Regions from separate parts of the Drosophila melanogaster genome. Here region 1 is linked to region 2. Evidence: chromatin contacts called from public Hi-C data. All regions are on one chromosome and are shown on one strand. The core of a region is the stretch at or near the end of the contact, and the rest is flanking DNA. Distances in the headings are between cores, read along the strand shown.

The links. A called contact is a pair of places that touch in the nucleus more often than the background predicts.
Region 1: a contact with region 2 is called in a Hi-C map of the Kc167 cell line, with 2.5 times the contacts expected there. The contact joins the promoter of CG3626 here to the promoter of GlcAT-I in region 2. A contact is called at or near these places in 14 of 107 Hi-C or Micro-C datasets (the D17-c3 cell line, the Kc167 cell line, the ML-DmBG3-c2 cell line and 8 more) and 1 of 6 datasets of contacts at active chromatin or transcription factors (the Kc167 cell line).

What each region holds. Positions count from the first base shown.
Region 1 is chrX:4,363,947-4,368,283 of dm6, forward strand. CG3626 reads left to right here and starts at 2,471. Exons shown (of 6, transcript NM_131934.2): 1 at 2,471-4,196. The coding sequence starts at 2,642. norpA (no receptor potential A) reads left to right here. Exons shown (of 16, transcript NM_001169190.2): 16 at 1-1,462. mir-982 (mir-982 stem loop) reads right to left here and starts at 1,952; the gene lies at 1,860-1,952. It overlaps mir-303 (mir-303 stem loop), which reads right to left and starts at 2,302; the gene lies at 2,233-2,302.
Region 2 is chrX:4,127,656-4,132,576 of dm6, forward strand. It overlaps GlcAT-I (Glucuronyltransferase I), which reads left to right and starts at 3,556. Exons shown (of 2, transcript NM_167003.3): 1 at 3,556-3,839; 2 at 3,903-4,921. The coding sequence starts at 3,631. The coding sequence ends at 4,614. It overlaps tyf (twenty-four), which reads left to right. Exons shown (of 8, transcript NM_001297924.2): 8 at 1-2,361.

The DNA.
Region 1 (4,337 bases), core at 1,221-3,720, 240 kb after region 2:
CTAACTGAGATCGCAACTAATTTATTTATTCGCTCGTATAATGTATACATTAGATAGAGGCCTAGCCTCTTAGTCGAAAAGCCCTCAAATTTGGCACACTTATAACACACAAAAATTATTGGCGCGGGTAAAAACTATTCCGGTTAATACTTCAAGGACTTGTTCCTTTTTTTTTCAAGTTATTGTTTCAATAATTGAAGGTATTACATTTACTACGAATATAATTCATACATTGGCTTCTCAAGAGCACTATTAGTGAAGGTTTTTTTTTTCAAAGGCAAGTGGACTTTTCCCTAAAACCAAAGAAAGCGTATAACGAAAACAAACAAGAATGTTGCCATATAAAACCAAAACTGAATCACTCGAGGTCAATTTAAGAAACGTTACCCCGCCAATCGACGGATTCTCTACACTTAGTAAATGTGTCAATTTTTTATGTTTATTTTTTATATATTTTGTTGGTATTTTTTTTTTTTTTTTGTAATCTTAATAAGTTGTAGTCTTTAATGAAGCGCTAGAGCAAAAATGTTACAGGATATGCACGATGGTGTAACCCATACACTTGGGGCCACCCTGTTGTAGTTTGTACTTCTGTGAGAGCAAAAACCCAGATTATGATTATGAATAGCGATAGCAAGCGAGACAGATAACTCGCGGATGTATCTACTATCTACGTATTAATTGATTATGTTTTTGCGAACAAACAAACAATGTAAAATGAATAGTTTAAAAAGAGGTCGCGGGACAAGAAGGTTCTTGTCGATGAAATTAACTTATATTAAAAATGCTGCGTATGAACTTATGATTATATACTATGAACTATATATATTAAACTATTATGATTATTATTATTATCTTTATTATGATTATTATTACGATTGTTCCGATATCGAATAACTTTAATTGCAATAAATCCTATTCCAAAGCGACTCTAGAGATTTTCCCTAGATTTCTCCTTTTAATTTGGATTTTAAAAAACACTTACTCTTATTTGTAAGCCAATATTTGTGGCCAGCACTAAGCTTACTTTATGTTTTAGTTCTAGCCTCATATCACCGCTGTCCCAAGAGATGTGCTATATGTTTGAAACCGACAATTCGACCCCTGCAAAAAAAAAAATAGTTTAGTTTAGTATCCTATAAAGTTTTAAGATATTGCGAACTTTTGCGAGAAACCAAATGAGCCCAAATGTTAGAACAGCAGCCTCACACACTATGCATCATACATATATCCAATCCAATATATACAGATACAGAAACGGATTCTCTATTGCTAAGATTCTAGCCTGAGTGCGTTTGTTGATTTTACGGAACAAGCTGAGAACATAAAGCATACTAGTTAATGGACATTAAATAAAAACCAATACGAAAATTCTTTGGGTTGCGTCAAAGATTGTAAAAAACAAAAGATTTAACAACTAAGACGTTACTGGGTGTTTTGGTGGTTATTGGAAATAAATCTTAAAATGAAATTCGCCTATCTTTGTCTTTTAAAGTTGCTTACTAAACCATCCTGTTTTATAAAAATCAAACAAATAATGATGGATTATGCGATTATTCCTGAAAGTATCACTGACGACTGGTGTATTAAAAACAGTCTTTTAGGACTACTTTCAATGGCGTAAATGGTTGTGTTCACTCTTTTTAGCACTGAAATCAATCTTAGATTGATGGATTGATTAGATGATTGATAAGTATGTAAATTTTTATATTTTTTTTTTGCAGCGTTATGCCATCCTTATCTCGAAAGTCTTGCTAAAGATTGTTGTAATAATAACATTCTATTAGGAATTGTTCCAAGGATATGAATGGTAATCATTCGTAATATTTGTCAGAAAAAATAGCACAATTTTTCTTGCAGCTCTAAAACCATTTAGTTCAAGGATGAATATCAAGTAATTGATGCATAAAAACAATTTACTTCATATTTGTCCAGGATCTAACATGATTTCGTTTTTTAACTTGATATATTCGTTCCTTTTTATTCAGAAATGTTTTTTAGGCACCTTTAAACATTTTTAGGAAAATAAAAACTCGTTAAAAATATTTAAAAGATGGTATACATGTACATATATCAGTATATTGTGTAGTTTAGCGAAAGCGTTTTTTTTTTGTTCATATTGTTAGGCAATTATAAACGAATTTAGGGAAATAAAAACTCGTTCGGAATGGGAAAAAAAATGAAAAATGAATGAATATTGGTAATAACTTCTCGATGCGACGACACATGATGTCTTGATTAGGATTTTAGAGGAAACTAGTTTTCGTTATTAAACCAGTTTCCTGTGAAACCTAAACCAAGATATCAATTTGGTTTTTTAACACTAGAAGAATACAGCGCGCGAAATTATGCTATTAATATTTACGGAATTTCCGTTTATCCAAGTTTCGCACCATGGATTGAGTCTCCGCTGAACGCTTACCGATAATCATCGACGTTTCGACCCATCTCTAACCGCAAACGCATCTGGCCACTCTACCGCTGTGTTGTTATTGTGCCAAAAGCCAATTTACCAATCAAAAGCACAATATCGCGTATATAGATAGTGCCCTCCAGTGAATCCGGTGACCTGCGGCAAGAATCGGGTTAGTCCCATGAGGTTGTGATATACACATACTTTACGTTTGCGCCGGTGAACAAGATGTGGAAACTGCTGCAGCGTTCGGGGAATGCAGTTTCTGTAGTTCCCAGACGGAGGTGGTGTTCACCTGGCCTTTCGAATGCAGTGCGCCTGTCTAGTAGCCAGATGGATCCGGCTGATGAACGGGTCCTGCGGAAGCGGAAGTTTCAGCCGCAACAGGCGGCCGATCTTAGCGAGGAACTGGCCGGTCAGCTGCCCGTCAAATCCCGGGTGGTCATCTGTGGCGGCGGCATCACCGGCGCCTCGGTGGCCTATCACCTCGGACTGAGGGGATGGGGTGGCGAAACGCTGCTCGTGGAGCAGGATCGCGTCGGTGGCGAGCTGCCCTGGACTGCCTGCGGATTGGCGGGTCGCTTCGAACCTAGCTACACGGAACTCAAGCTGGCTGAGTACTCCATAGATTTGATCAAGCGACTGGCGGAGAACGGTTTGCCCACGGGATGGCGGCCAGTCGGTAGCCTGAATCTGGCTCGAAGTTGGGACCGCATGACCGCCTTCAATCGCATGAAATCGCAGGCCTTGGCGTGGGGCATGCATTGCGAAATCCTTTCGCCAGAGCAGTGCGCCCAGCACTGTGAACTGCTCTCCTTGGACGGCATCGAAGGTGGCCTTTGGATACCTGAAGACGGGGTCTGTGATCCGCAACTCGTTTGCCAGGCCTACATGATCGAGGCCCAGCGATTGGGAGTCCGCATAGTCGAACACTGTGCCATCAAGAAGATTCACAGCGAGCATGGCAAGGTGAGGAGTGTGGAGACGACCGCCGGCGATGTGGAGTGCGAGTACTTTGTGAACTGCACGGGCTTTTGGGCACGCGAGGTGGGCACTTTGTCCAAACCGGTGGTTAAAGTGCCGCTCAAGGCGGTGGAGCACCACTATTTGCACACGAAACCCATCGAGGGGCTCAGTCCGGACACGCCTTTCGTCAGGGATTTCGATGGACGCATCTTCTTTCGGGAGTGTGAAGGTCACATTCTCGCAGGCGGGTTCGAGCGCGAGGCAAAGATGGTGTACGAAGATGGAGTGATTCCCCTATCGCAAACAGCTCGCCAACATCCGCCGGATTGGGATCACTTTCACGAGCTGCTCGATGCCCTGTTGCTGAGGGTTCCCTCCTTTAGAGATGCCACGTTGGATAGGCTAACAAATTCGCTGCAGGTATTCTCTCCCGACTGCAAGTGGATCCTAGGGGAAGCACCTGAAATCCAAAATTACTATGTAGCAGCTGGCAACAAGACAATGGGTGTATCGGCATCCGGAGGCATTGGACGCGTCCTCACCGATCTAATAACCAAGGGCTCTACTTACCTCGACCTGCACATCCTGGACATCAGCCGGTTTCTGGGGCTGCACAACAACCGAAAGTTCCTGCGAGATCGCTGCAAAGAGGCACCGGGAAAGCACTTCGAAATCAACTACCCCTTCGAGGAGTTCCAGACCGGTAGGAACCTGCGCATGTCGCCCATCTACCCGCAACTCAAGGAGGCGGGCGCCGTTTTTGGGCAGTCGATGGGCTACGAGCGACCCAACTACTTCGATCAGCAGGACAAGCACGGTACATTTATGTTAATAGGTTTTTGATCACATCTATTGTCGGTTATTGAGATGTTCATATGATACAAATGAATGCGCCATTCAATGTCTATCTGAATATTTAAAAAGTACAGATAAATACGTTCGAATGGTACATCATAAG
Region 2 (4,921 bases), core at 2,306-4,805:
GTATATTTTGAAAATAAAAGTTAAGTAATATGCCGTAAAGCGGGACATGTATTCAACACCACTCAACACCCCGAGTCCTGACCCTTGAACCTTGACCCTTGACCCTCTAAAACTCCGCATGCAACACTCGGCCAGAGCTGTTGCTGTGCTGCTCTAAACCATGTTAGCCATCCGCAGCAGAATCAAAAGTCAGAGCAGGAGAATTTTAACTGAGTTGCTAGGAGGACGATAATATGGAATATATGAAATATTTGTATCTGTACCACACACATTAAGCAAACATTAAGGAAACACACACTAGTTTACAAATTTGGCCTTTTGGCGGTTACCTTAAGGAGCGTTATATTTTCTAATTAAAATTCTAAAGCGAATGAGTGTATCCGAACCCAGCTAACTGTAGGTTTATCATACGAATATTAATACCAACCTGCGAATGGAATAAACCTGTCAAAATATTGTTTAGTGAATTGTATTTCAAACAAATTATTTAAATACTACGTGTTTTATAGTCGACTGGTTATTATACCCGTTACTCGTAGAGTAAAAGGGTATACTAGATACATTGAAAAGTATGTAACAGGCAGAAGGAAGACTTTCCGACCATATAAAGTATATATATATTCTTGATCAGCATCAATAGCCACGTCCGTCTGTCCGTATGAACGTCGAGATCTCAGGAACTATAAAAGGTAGATGGTTGAGATTCAGCATAAAGATTCTAGAGACATAGACGCAGTATAAGTTTGTTGACCCATGTTGCCACGCCCACTCTAACGCCCACAAACCGCACAAAAATGTCACGCCCACACTTTTGAAGAATTTTTAAATGAAAAATGATAAAATTTCGCGTTCGCATTCACATTAGCTGAGTAACGGGTATGTGATAGTTGGGGAACTCGACTATAGCATTCCCTCTTGTTTTTCGCCAGTAAACATTACTTCCTTTTACATCCAACGCTCTTTTCGAAAATATCAAAACAGTTTTTCCGTTCTATTTAGAAAACACATGTTTAATTTCAGCAAACTCAAATTAGTCTAAGAAACGTGTTTTAAAGACGTACATCTTTCGTGTAAACTAGTGTTATATATGTACAACCACTAAGTCAAACTAAGCCAATGTACACTGCAACAATTTTAGACAATTGAGAACTAACGAGAAACAGAAACAAGATACACAAAACCGAATATATAAGGGTATGGAAAAGAACATGAAATTAAATTATACGATAGGCCAGTAATTAAACATAATACTGAAATATTATTAATTACTTATAAACAAACGGAAAAAACACAAAAAAAAAAGTTTCTTATGTGTGTATTTATGTAATATATATATTGTAGTTGTGTGTATGTGTATATAAATAGTAAATTGCGACTCGAGACAAAGAAAATCACAGAGGCATACGAAGAAGGATCAGTCAAGATAATCGGACATTCATTTTCCCCGCTTATAGTAAACCGCCTTTTTCGTAGGACGAGGGTGGCTCGAGCTTGGAGTTTGAAGGTCGAGACATCGGCCGACAGACCAAAACTAGGATCGTTTGTTTTAGTTTGGCCTTTTGTTTTTACGTAGCTAGCGTATTGTTCAATTTATCGGATATTAGATATCGGAGTAATCGCTCGAGTTGCGTACAGTTCAGTCTGCATTATTTCCGTCTTGCGTGCACTTGTTGAGTTTGAAATACAAAATAACAATAATTGGGAACGGAGTGGAGTGGCGAGAATTGAAGCAGCAGAGAGCACAGTGGGAACTATAATCATAGATATACATACATGTAACAAAGTCTACGACTAAGTCTATTTACTACTGATGAACCTACTAAGTAACCCCCAATTCCCGATCCCCCAAAATTCCAACCCATCCCTATATATAACTTATACATACCAATATTTGTACATGCGAAACAAGCGAAAGGCTTTAGAATTTAATCGTAATGGTCCGAAAATCGATTAACCAATCGAAGCAGAAGCAGCAACTGAATGGGAAACCGAAATTTAATTTATAATTTGTTTAAATTATCATATACTGGAGAGAAGTGTATTTCTGTGGAGAATCGAAATAAAATTTAACAAAAAAAAAAAAAGAAAACAGCTGCATTCGATTTACAATGAATTTCGAGGGTTGGGTACACATAGGATATTGCAGGTTTAAGTATTGATGAATGGAGCTGATGGTGTAAACTAAGGTACCAGATTTCCTGCATCAGATCTATCCCTTGGGCACCGGCAGAAGGCAACTGGAGGACATCATCGAGCGGAAATGCGACCGGCGTGTTAGAAATTAAGCTATTATTATTATTAGTTTTCTATTATTATTAAGACATAGGATATTATTTATACAATATAAGTGAATAAAATATTAAAAACCAAAATAGTGAGTTTTTATTTAATTTCTCGTGGTTTTGGGCAGATATCCAATTTCTTCGCACCAGGCGATCATAATTAGCAGGAAGGTGTCTGCTGGAAACAAATTGAGCGTTGGTCACTTCCTGGCATTTCTGTTTGCCTGGTACATGGGATCGTATTTTCCCCGATTTGCCTAACAAAATGAGGCCTGACTTTCGCGGTTTTGGGCAGATTTCCAATTTCTTTGCACCAGGCGATCATAATTAGCAGAAAGGTGTCTACTGGAAACAAAATGAGCGTTGGTCACTTCCTGGCAATTCTGTTTGCCTGGTACGTGGGATAGGTTTTTCGCCGATTTGCACTACAAAATTAGGACTGACTTTCGCGGTTTTGGGCAGATTTCCAATTTCTTTGCACCAGGCGATCATAATTAGCAGAAAGGTGTCTACTGGAAACAAAATGAGCGTTGGTCACTTCCTGGCAATTCTGTTTGCCTGGTACGTGGGATAGGTTTTTCGCCGATTTGCACTACAAAATTAGGACTGACTTTCGCGGTTTTGGGCAGATTTCCAATTTCTTTGCACCAGGCGATCATAATTAGCAGGAAGGTGTCTACTGGAAACAAAATGAGCGTTGGTCACTTCCTGGCAATTCTGTTTGCCTGGTACGTGGGATAGGTTTTTCGCCGATTTGCACTACAAAATTAGGACTGACTTTCGCGGTTTTGGGCAGATTTCCAATTTCTTTGCACCAGGCGATCATAATTAGCAGAAAGGTGTCTACTGGAAACAAAATTTGGTCACTTTGGCGTTGGTCACTTCCTAGCATTTCTGTTTGCCTGGTACGTGGGATAGGTTTTTCGCCGATTTGCACTACAAAATTAGGACTGATTTTCGCGGTTTTGGGCAGATTTCCAATTAATTCGCACCAGGCGATCATAATTGGAAGTAGGTGTCTGCTGGGAACAATATGATCTTGTTCGTCAAATTGTGAAATTCTGAATTTCGGACACTGAATGTCAGGGGTTGATTTTGCAGAATTTAAATTTAAACAGATAAATAAAACACGGTATAAGTTGTCTTTTTTGTTTTTATTCTTAAAGTATAGTAAAATACATTTCCTATAATAAACCTTAAGTGTAACCACACTGGAGACGAAGAATATCGATAGTTGCCCGGAACTTGATGGTGCGACCGTTCGTTCCGCTAGCATGTCGTTATTTAGGCACACAGCTCGCCGATTTGTTTGTTTTAACAAAATTCGGTTTTTACCAACTGCCGCAGGATGTCGGAGGTCCGCATTCGCCCGCGCCAGGTCCTCATCCTGATCATTGTCTTCCTCGTGGTGCTGATGATGGTGCACCGAAACGGGAAGCGCACATGCCAGGGTCCAGAATACCTCCAGGCCATGTTCGTCCAAGGCGACACGTTACCCACGATTTACGCCGTAACGCCAACGTATCCACGGCCCGCCCAGAAAGCCGAGCTAACCAGGTAGAGTAAATCATAAACCGCATACATACCAATACCTTTAAGTAACGCCCCGTATTCCAACAGACTATCTCACCTCTTTATGCTGCTGCCGCACCTGCACTGGATCATTGTGGAGGACACGAACGCCACCACTCCGCTGGTCAGAAACCTTTTGGATAGAGCCGGATTGGAGAAGCGTTCCACGTTGCTGAACATCAAGACGCCATCTGAGTTCAAGCTGAAGGGCAAGGACCCCAACTGGATTAAGCCACGCGGCGTGGAGCAAAGAAATCTGGCTTTGGCCTGGTTGAGGAACCATGTCGACGTCGATCGGCACTCTATAGTGTTCTTCATGGACGACGACAACTCCTACTCCACGGAACTGTTCGCCGAGATGAGCAAAATCGAAAGGGGTCGCGTGGGCGTCTGGCCGGTGGGTTTGGTCGGCGGTCTGATGGTGGAGCGACCCCTGCTTACGGAGGATGGCACTAAGGTGACCGGATTCAATGCCGCTTGGCGACCGGAAAGACCATTCCCCATCGACATGGCCGCCTTCGCCATCAGCATGGATCTCTTCATCAGGAATCCGCAGGCCACGTTCTCGTACGAGGTGCAAAGAGGCTATCAGGAGAGCGAGATCCTGAGGCATCTGACCACCAGGGATCAGCTGCAGCCACTGGCCAATAGGTGCACGGATGTGCTCGTCTGGCACACGCGCACTGAGAAGACCAAGCTAGCCGCCGAGGAGGCGCTCCTGAAGAAGGGCCAGCGATCCGATGGCGGCATGGAGGTCTAACCCGGGACCTAATTGTATATATAGCAAACTATCATCCTAGTGAATTTACTTAATGTGTTCCGTCTCCTCATAGTTTAGCCCCAATTTATTTAATACTTTTTACTTCATATTTTCTATATATTTTATAAAAACATGGTGTAGGCAAACATTTTGATGATTTAAGTTCAGACTAAGTCACTCTTTTTTTTTTTTAACCAGACATTTTCGGATTGAAATCAAATGAGATTTTTTCTAACTACACCGCGTACTTGCGCAAATTTTAAATATGAAAACACTACTAGTTGTATAATGCTCAAAGAAAAGTTGT